Linked DNA regions of Anas platyrhynchos: region 2 is linked to region 1. A link is a contact called in public Hi-C data. All regions are on one chromosome and are shown on one strand. Each heading gives the region's core, a stretch centred on a gene start, on an enhancer-like site or on the middle of the called end of the contact. The rest is flanking DNA. Distances are from core to core; before and after follow the strand shown. Region 1 overlaps FLNB (filamin B). Region 2 holds the start of FLNB (filamin B).

The links. Hi-C and Micro-C count contacts between places; a contact is called where the count stands out from the background.
Region 2: a contact with region 1 is called in a Hi-C map of skeletal muscle, with 2.0 times the contacts expected there. The contact joins the promoter of FLNB here to the enhancer-like site in region 1. A contact is called at or near these places in 3 of 8 Hi-C or Micro-C datasets (skeletal muscle, small yellow follicle and subcutaneous adipose tissue).

Annotation. Positions count from the first base shown.
Region 1 is chr13:12,467,664-12,471,981 of IASCAAS_PekinDuck_T2T, reverse strand. FLNB (filamin B) reads left to right here. Exons shown (of 48, transcript XM_072044619.1): 30 at 577-700; 31 at 1,340-1,496; 32 at 3,118-3,307. Among named protein-coding and RNA genes, the nearest start is that of DNASE1L3, 32 kb to the right of the region's middle. Within about 2 kb of position 1,776, at least 4 of the 8 cell types and tissues checked have an H3K27ac peak or open chromatin away from gene starts, as enhancers often do. A contact at or near this core is called in small yellow follicle, where this site is marked.
Region 2 is chr13:12,530,805-12,535,363 of IASCAAS_PekinDuck_T2T, reverse strand. FLNB (filamin B) reads left to right here and starts at 2,386. Exons shown (of 48, transcript XM_072044619.1): 1 at 2,386-2,485.

The DNA.
Region 1 (4,318 bases), core at 527-3,026:
TTGAAATAATTGATCCTTCTTTCTTATGACTTTGGCAGCTTGCAGGATTCTCCTGTCTAGGCAGTGAGCCTGCCTTTCCTAATACTTGATTGTGAAAGACTCAAATTGGTGAATGCTATGCACTAACAGGCTTTAGGGCTCAACTCTGTGCAGTGAATCCCAGTGGCAGTATGTAATCTTGTAAATGGCAGTTCAGGCAATTATAACCATTACTCATTTTCTTCGTGGGAAGATCTTCAGAGTATTTTGAGAAATTGCTCTTGACCAGGACTGTACAAAAAGGCAGATTTTCCTCCAGTATTTTCATGCTAGCTTTTGTTTACAGTGAGAAGATGGGTACCCAGAGAGCAGTTGATGGCAAATCTGTCTTAAGTTAATGGCTCTTGAATACAAAATAAGGGAAACTGATCACTGATCCATGCCCATTACCTTCATTCAAAACAATAAATAAATAAATAAAGAATGAAATGTAGCTTCTTCCAAATTGTAAATCAGCAGAGCATTGTGTAACATCAAATGGCTGATAAGGAATTGAGTTTTAATATTGCAGCTGAGAATTGTCTGTTGCTTTTTTAGGAATTGTGGAGCCTGTTAATGTGGTAGACAATGGAGATGGCACCCACACAGTGGTGTACACCCCTACCCTGGAGGGACCGTATATGATCTCTGTCAAGTATGCTGATGAAGAGATTCCTCGCAGGTAAGGTGGTGAGGATAAACTTAGATAACCTGAAGAGTTCATGACCTGATTGTGCTCTCCCAGCACATGAATACTATTTAAGGACTAGCTGTGGTCCTTCCTACTAAGCCAGTACAGCTACATGTACGGCTTTTGGGTTTAGCAGTGATTTGAGACTGCTGCATCTACAGCAGGGATGCCAGAGGGGAGGTGTATCTGCACCTCAGCACCGGCTCCAGCTCAGCTCGTCTGCCTGTGGTCTTTCTGAAGACGTTCATCCCTGCGACAAAGCTCTGCTTTAAGCTTTCCTTTCTACTCCAGACAGTTACTGGGAGAGCTGTACCTACTCCTCAGGGCAGTAACCAGAACACCATTCCGTGGGTTCAGGCACTGCAGAGGCTCTGGGATGTGCATGTGTCCCAGTAGCTCAAATGCTCTGCAGCATGTCAGATCTCCTCTTGAGTTAGCAGTGTCCTGTATCACCCTTTGAGGGAAGGGAAAACTGTCCCAGTGATCAGCTGGGCATTGGCTAAAGGCTCAAATGAAGCTGGTAGTGTTGTCAAATGCCCCTTGTGCTGTCCACCTGTGTAGTGTGTTCTGCAACAATGATCAACCATGATTTAGGAGGAGGGGGTGATAATGTGTTTTTTTTTCTTAAAGTCCCTTCAAGGTGAAGGTGCTTCCTACGTATGATGCCAGCAAAGTGACAGCAAGTGGACCAGGTCTCAGTTCCTATGGCATACCAGCCAGCCTGCCTGTGGAGTTTGCCGTGGATGCTAAAGATGCCGGGCAGGGACTTCTCACTGTACAGATAACTGTGAGTAATTGCAAAACCATGGGGGGGTTGCAACAAATTGTTTCTAGGTGGGATTGAGTGGCTCCTGTATGAAGTGTGCACAGCCTTCGGTGTTCTGAAGACTGGACTGCTGGCTGGGCCTTAAGCTCTGTATTTGTGAAGCTCTTGAAATTGCTTCTCTGAGACTTCTGTCTTAGTCATCACCCATGCTATATTTGGCTCATAATTAACCTTACACTCTGCAAATGCCCCTCCAAAAGAGATAAATACAGGCTCTTTACAAGATTACAGAAATGATGGAATTTGAAATGGAGACAGCCTGCTATCAGTGTAGTTCAGCAAGGCCACAATGTAACATCCACACTGAGCATTATGTGATGATAACGAGTTTCCCTCAAGGTTGCTTGAAGTTGTAAGCCATTTAAAGAGATATTACAGGAATGTTTTTTGTTTGACTTGGTTATTGCATTCCCTGAAGTTTCAGATGCTTGGACTCCATGGCCTCAGCAAAAATGTCTGTGTTTAGTGGGCCATAAAGCACATTTCTCAGCCCTGGCATGCCTAGGTCATGGCATGGCCGGTTGTACTTGCCGTTCTGCATTCTTGCTCCCGTGCTGTCCCATCTGCTCAGGTGCTGCAAAACAATTGGCTTTATTCTGGAATGCAAGTGTGCCCTTAAAGGATCTGGGATATTTATCAGAGCTCCCAGCATGGCTATGGCTTTGAAGATTAAGTTCCACAAGCCCTGTGTGGTGGGAATGTGTTTTCTCTAGCTTCTGGTTCTCAGCTTGTGAATGCCAAATATTTCACAGGGATCTCTGAAAGGAGCAAGCTCTTTCACACTGTACCTGGAATCTCAAGTCCGTCACAGCTTCTACTGTAGTCCAGGCAGCTTAAGCCATAAATTATAAATGGCATCAACATGTAGATTTGTGTGTGAGCAGGCCTGGAGGACTTTCTAAAGTGCTTCACGCTTTGCAGCTGTTGGGTTGCACTGAAAGCTGGGACCGGCTCTGTCCGAATCATTTTACACAGTGCTGATCTTGGTTTTAGATAAGGAGGCTTGATGCTGAGGCTCAGGTCTGTATTGTTTATGCAGCTCTTTAATTCTTCTATTCAGTTTAGAAGTAGTGTTTGAAGGGACTGCACAGACCTGCTTTTAACTGTAGATCTTGCAGTATCTCAAGAGCTGGATGCCTCATACTGGAGTCTGTTGTCAGCCCTCCTCACTACTTCCTGACCTCAAACCTTTCAGGGAGCAGCTGGGCAAAGCAACCCGGTGCTTTATCCGGATAGAGATGCCTGCTCTGACTCCTGATCTGTGCCCTGGGGACCTGAGAGGTGTTCTTCATTTCCAGCAGCTATATGACAACAAAGCTTAAAACTTTGTACAGTTAATGCAAAGTTAATTAAAATGGCTTGCTACATCTTAAAGGTTTTGGTATCGAGCAAAGCCCAGCTGCTGATAGCACGGACTGTTTTACAGTGCTCATAATAATCTATTCCTTGTACTTTGATTCTGAGCTTCAGTTCTGAACCTCTTTGATACCATCTAAGTATGGCTGCGAAAGGTTTGCTATCCTGCTGGAGGAAATCATAACTAACTTCATGGCGCCTAAATCTTCTGCTTTGCTTTCCTCAGGACCAAGAGGGCAAGCCCAAGAGGGTGGACATTCATGACAACAAGGATGGCACTTACACTGTGACCTACGTCCCCGACAAAACGGGCCGCTATACAATCGGCGTGAAGTACGGTGGCGATGACATCCCGTCCTCTCCATACCGCATCCGGGCATCTCCAGCGGGGGATGCCAGCAAGTGTTTGGCCACAGGTGTGTGCTGGGTCCTGGCTATTGCAGTTGTTGTAACTGTTGGTGTAATAGTTGATGTAACAGGCTGCACGTGCTCCCTGTGCGCTGTCTAGTGAGTGTTAATTCTGAAAAAGTGCTAATTTGAGGAGGGAAAAGAGCATGAGAGATCTGACTTTGTAGAATACGCTGGAGATTTGTGTAATCTGGCTGCTCCTACAGGAGGGGTTTTCATAAAGGTAGAGAACCCTCTACCCCATGGAGTGAACAGGAATCTCTTGCAGTCCCTAGCAAAATCTTTTAAACCATCTAGGGTGTTGTTACAAACAGCTAGATGCAACTGAAGTTTGATGCTTATTTTGGCCTAGGTAAACCCTGTTGAGAATTGCAGTGAGGTTGATTTAAGAATAACACACCTGCACATGTTCACTGCATTCATGCTCTTTACACTAATAGAATTGCAAGAAGCTTTTCATTCTGAGCAAGAACAGAATCCGTGTTGTGGGTGAAAGTAGCTGGCTGTGTACTTTAAGGTTAGCAAATCCTGCTCAGGCTGGGTATTATTGGTAGTGTTTTCTGCTGCTTTTCTGTCCGGTTGAAGTTGGCCAGAGTGCGGACGGACTTTTGGAAGAGGGAATGGAAGGAGAAACCTTCAAGATAAAAAGTTACTACAACTCAAAAATCAGTACCTTGGTAGAGGGGAGGAATTCTAAATTTGTTACTGGTGGAGCACATTTATAGCTTCAGCCCTTGCCCATTCTCATACCGAGTGGTCATCATGCAGCTTTGGGCTGGCCACTGTGGCAAGCTGCCACCTCCCAGCCAGCAAGAGGCTGTGGGAAGGAGCAGAAGGGGTAGGAACTAGTTACAGCAACATCACTGAACGTTAAGTCCCGTGATTTATAAATAAATACATTGGGCAAGGCCAAACTGAGCAGGGAAACTTAATCTCTGCTTGTAGACCCGTGAGAGTTGTCTGGGCATTGTACCGACCTGAATTGTGCAGTGAGAGTGTACCCAGTGCCAGACCAGCAG
Region 2 (4,559 bases), core at 1,137-3,636, 63 kb before region 1:
GCCATGCAGGGTCCAAACGAGCTGCGATTGCTCCTCCACGGCCTCCTCCTCTTGGGGAGGTGAAGATGAGGAGACCTGCTCACATGAGATGCACTTGGAGGTCACCTAATTTGCTTTCAGCTGAGAAATCACCAGTGTTTAATGAAACATCAGCAAGGGCCAGCTGCTGAGGTGGCTGTGTTGCCTCTCTGGTGCCTGGCTGCAGGGGAAGGTGAGCTGCTGATGTCTGCCTGGTGAGTGGAAACCTCACAGCATAGCACTGTGAGGCGGCTGCCAGGACAGAGCATCCTGCAGATGCTTTATTTCCTGGTTTCATTTGTCATCTTCTAATAATTTAAATAAAACAGCTCCTTTAAGCATCATGGCAGCAGAGCCCACTGATGACTGAGGAGAAGGGCAGTTGAGGTACGAGCTGAAAAGCCTGTATTTGTTAATGAAACCCCCAATTTTAATGAAGCTTTCCAAATTCCAACAATCACACTGTTATAAGTTGCCCCCTTAATTAATTTTCAGAGAGCATTGCATTAATAATAGAAAGGAATTTATTGAGTAAGCAACAGCAAGCAAAACAGCGCTGGGCGGCCGGGGAGTCTCGGCTCCGCCAACGGCGCGCACCTTACCCCCCCCCAGGGTCCCTTTTTATATCTTGGTGATTTCAGGATTACGCGGCACGTCCGGGTACGTTCTGCGACTGCGCGCACTGTTGCTAGGGGGCCGTCTCTGTCCCTCTGGTGGTCGTGAAGATGAAGGCCGTAGTCTTCCTCGGCGTTGTGGTTCAACTTCTTTCTTTATTTGGTCATGTTGGCCCAGCGTGAGACAGGAAGGCAGGGTGTTGATACACTAGGTTAGCAACTTATCAGGAGATGGTTACATGAACTTTGCATCAGTGTTTTTTGAACGAAAGAGGCTACTGAGATGCAGAAGGAGAGAAGGGGAGAGGGTTCTCTTTTTTGTTACATTAAGCAAAGGAATTTTCATAGTGTCTAGCCAAGTATTATACAGCTCCTTACTTCAGCAGGGAGTTTTCACAACTCCCGTTCCTCAAACAGAACTCCTTGTTTTTACAAAAGACAATGAACAAACATTTATTGTGTATTACACACACAACTGAACTATCTCAGTTTAGCAAGCTAGCAGAGGATTTTCTTTCACGTTGCAGAACCTGGGAACATGAACCACGCGCCTGATGCGATCTCCATACAGACGGGCTTGAAATGCTGGCTCTGTCCCTAAACATCATTACTTTTACAGTGGACTTTTTAAAAGCATATTATTGCTGCTAATGCGATGTATATGTATTTTAGAAGTAATTTCCCCGGACTCCAATGAAACGTTCTAACAGGGTTTTGTTCTCTAAACAATTTGAACCCGCTTCTTGCCCCGGGAGGAGGACGTTCGCCCCCCAGGCAGCACCACAGCATTGCTGGCTCAGTAACCCCAGCTGCGGCAGGGGCTGCTGCCCAGTGAGATGACCCAAACCCAAATCTGGTCCCCAAGGAGAGCAGAACCCCTCTTGTACTCCAGGACCTGGGGACCAGCCGTGACACACACAGGGGTGAAATTCAGCTTTGAGATGAAGCTGAGGTAGGTGGCTGGGCCAGGGGGTGGGTGAGCTGTGGCAGCAGGGTTTTACGTGGGGGCAGAATTTCGTGAGGAACAAGGGGTTTTTGAGGAAGCCTCGAAGAAGGCTGGGTTTAGCTCAGTTTCTTAGGGGGCCTGGAGCCCAAAGGTTCCCATTTATGGCCTCAAAACAATATGTAGGGGTGTGTGCAATGGGTCGAGGTGAGAGCTGGCATGAGGGCACGGCCTAGCAGAAAGCTGTGCCCCGAAATGCTTGCACCCGAAATGCAGCGGCTTTGTGGCAGCACGGAGCAGGAGGAACATGGAGGTCAGGACTTGTCATGTAGCGGTTTTACACATCTTGCTGGAAGTAAGAGGAAGTTGAGTTCCCGGGGGCCAGCCCTACTCTCTCCACGTACACACAGGTTTGGGGAACACTGAGTGAGAGCAGGGCCGGACGCTCCCCTCACAGGCACAAACGCCCTCTCAGCTCAGGCCCGGCTCAGCCCTGTCCCCAGGACACCCACTGGGATTTGGGTGCACGAGTAGGGCCCAGCGGGCTCTGACCATTGCTGGGACACCCCAAGACTCCCTTACAGAGCTGGGCTTCTCCCCCAAAAACCATTCCCAGCCCTGAAGCTCTTGGCAAAGAAGCATTTTAGGGAAGAAGCGCTGCCAGTGGCACTCCCCAAACCTCCCCAGGCGTAACCCCCGGGGTCTGAGGAGGGGACACCCGGCACCCACACCCCCCCAGCCGTGGGGGTAAGGGGCTGGCTGCCCCCCACCAGCCCCGAGGTGCAGCCCAGGAGGGGCCGAGCCCGCCCTGCCCGCGCCCCTCCCTCAGCCCGCCCGCCGCCTCAGGGAGCTCGGCCGCGGGCCGGCAGCGGAGCGGAGCCCGGAGCCCTCCCGCAGCGGGCAGCCCCCGGTAGGTACCGGGGGACGGGGCCTCGGTCCTGGGAAGGAGCAGAGAGGCTCCGGGGGGCTGGGGGTGGTGGCGGGGGGAGCTCCCTGCATGCTGCGGGCGTGGGAGGGAGAAGCGCTGGGTGGGGGTTTTCGACTCCTGACGGGAGTTTGCTCACAGCTTCTGAGTGATGAAGGGTCTCGGCGTGAACGGAGAGGGGCTTCGGGGGCTGGAAATGTCAGGGTCTGGTCCTAATGACAGCGGGTGTAGCTGCAGGGAGAGGGCTGGGTTGTGTCCCCAGCCCTTCGGTTTGCTGGAGGCAGGCAGTACCTGGCGGGTGACAGGCACTGTGCCATCATTGGGCTGCTCCTTATTCTGCCGGGATAAAGCAGCGGAGTCTTACCTAAGGTTTTTGCATAAGCATTCACTGTATCGTTTACATTGTAAAACGCTGGGATTAGAGCAGTGATTCCTCTTGCTCAGAAATCAAGGCTGGATCAAAAGTGATTACTTCAGCTGCAGAAGCCTTATGCTTGGTTCAAAGGAAAACGAGCAGCGCCCCATCCCTATAAACCTAAACCTAAAACAGCAAATTGTTCCCCTCAGCCCAAAGAATACCCTCCAACCTTACAGCGTTATATATTTTTCCTTAGAAAGAAACCAGAAAAAGTATTTCCCTAAAATCTGAGACCCACTTTTTTTTTTCTTTTCTTTATTATAACACTCTTGGCTCGGTGTCTCGCGGAGGCTGCCAGACGGATGGCTGTTAAGTGGTAGTTTCTGAGCAGGGTGAATGGGATTGCAATCACCGTGTTTCGGAGTCGGAACAGCTCGGGTTGCTCTTTACAGGCCCCTGAGTCGCCAGAATCGGATTCCCACGAGGTGCTTTCTGGCCAGAGATGCGGCTCTTGGTTACAGAAACGCAGCTCTCCTGGCCACCGCCTTTGATTTATTCTTCCGTATCACCGAGAACAAGTCAGCGTTATTCTCTGGAATGATGAGCTCCTCCAAAAGCCAGTGTGTTGGGAGAAAGAAAGCGGGATTTTTTATCGTCTCGCTAATAGCAGCCTGCAGGAACGCGCTCGCAGCGAGCCCTCCTGCCTGGGTTCTGGCACCTATCCTGGAGGCTGCTGGCACAGCCCGGGACTGCTCGTGGTCCTTCTAGAAGCAGGCAGGGGAAGCAGTGCACGTGGGATCCTGCTCCCAAGGGCACCCCAGAGATGTTGCGTTTGAGGTGAAGCCTCCAGGGGGCTGGAGATGTCCTTTGGGGCTGGCATTGCCCAACTTGGGCAGCATCAGCTGGGTCCCGTGTGCTCAGCCTCGTAGGCCACCCAAGCAGGGACATGGGATGAGACCACTGGGTGCCTTGGCTATTGCCATGCAGCCCTTGGCTCGATGCCTTCCCACAACAGTGGGGTTTGCCCCATGGACATCCCCATCCATAGTCTGTAAGCAGGGTTGCAGGGAAAGACGTCTGCTTTATAGGCAGCCTGTGCTTTGTCCAAAGGGAGCAGAACCTGCCCAGGCTGGTGGGGTTTATTCAGCAGGGACCTCATGTCACTCCCATTCAGGAGGGTAATAAAACTCCCATTGATGCTTTTCATTTCCATATGACTTTCTATGGACTCCTGATGAACACAGCAACATGCCCTGAGTGTGGAGGGCGCGGGGGCTGCGGGTGACTGCCGAGCAGAGGAGTCTGCTGCATCCTGTTTTTGTAGAGGGCTTTTCCTCTTAGCAGTTGTAGTGAAAACAAACATGTGGGAGAACAATGGTGGTTTTTTTTTTTTCTCTTTTCCTCTACATTTTAAATGCAAAAAAAAAAAAAAGCCTATTAAAACTAAGTAAAGTTGTCTTAACGACAACAACAAAAAGCAATACCTATTATGTTAATTAGGAAAGTAAGCGTAACCCAACGCGGAATCCCAAGCACAAAGGTCACCTGCCTTCTGGATCTCAGTGTGCATTTTTGCCATTGAAAGCCTGTTTCGGATGGGGCACTGGCAGCAGAACAATGCTGGTGCCATGCAGGCGTTATCTGTGATAAAGGAGGGCCAGCTTCACACCCCAGAGGAACACCCCTGTGTGCTGCCGAGGG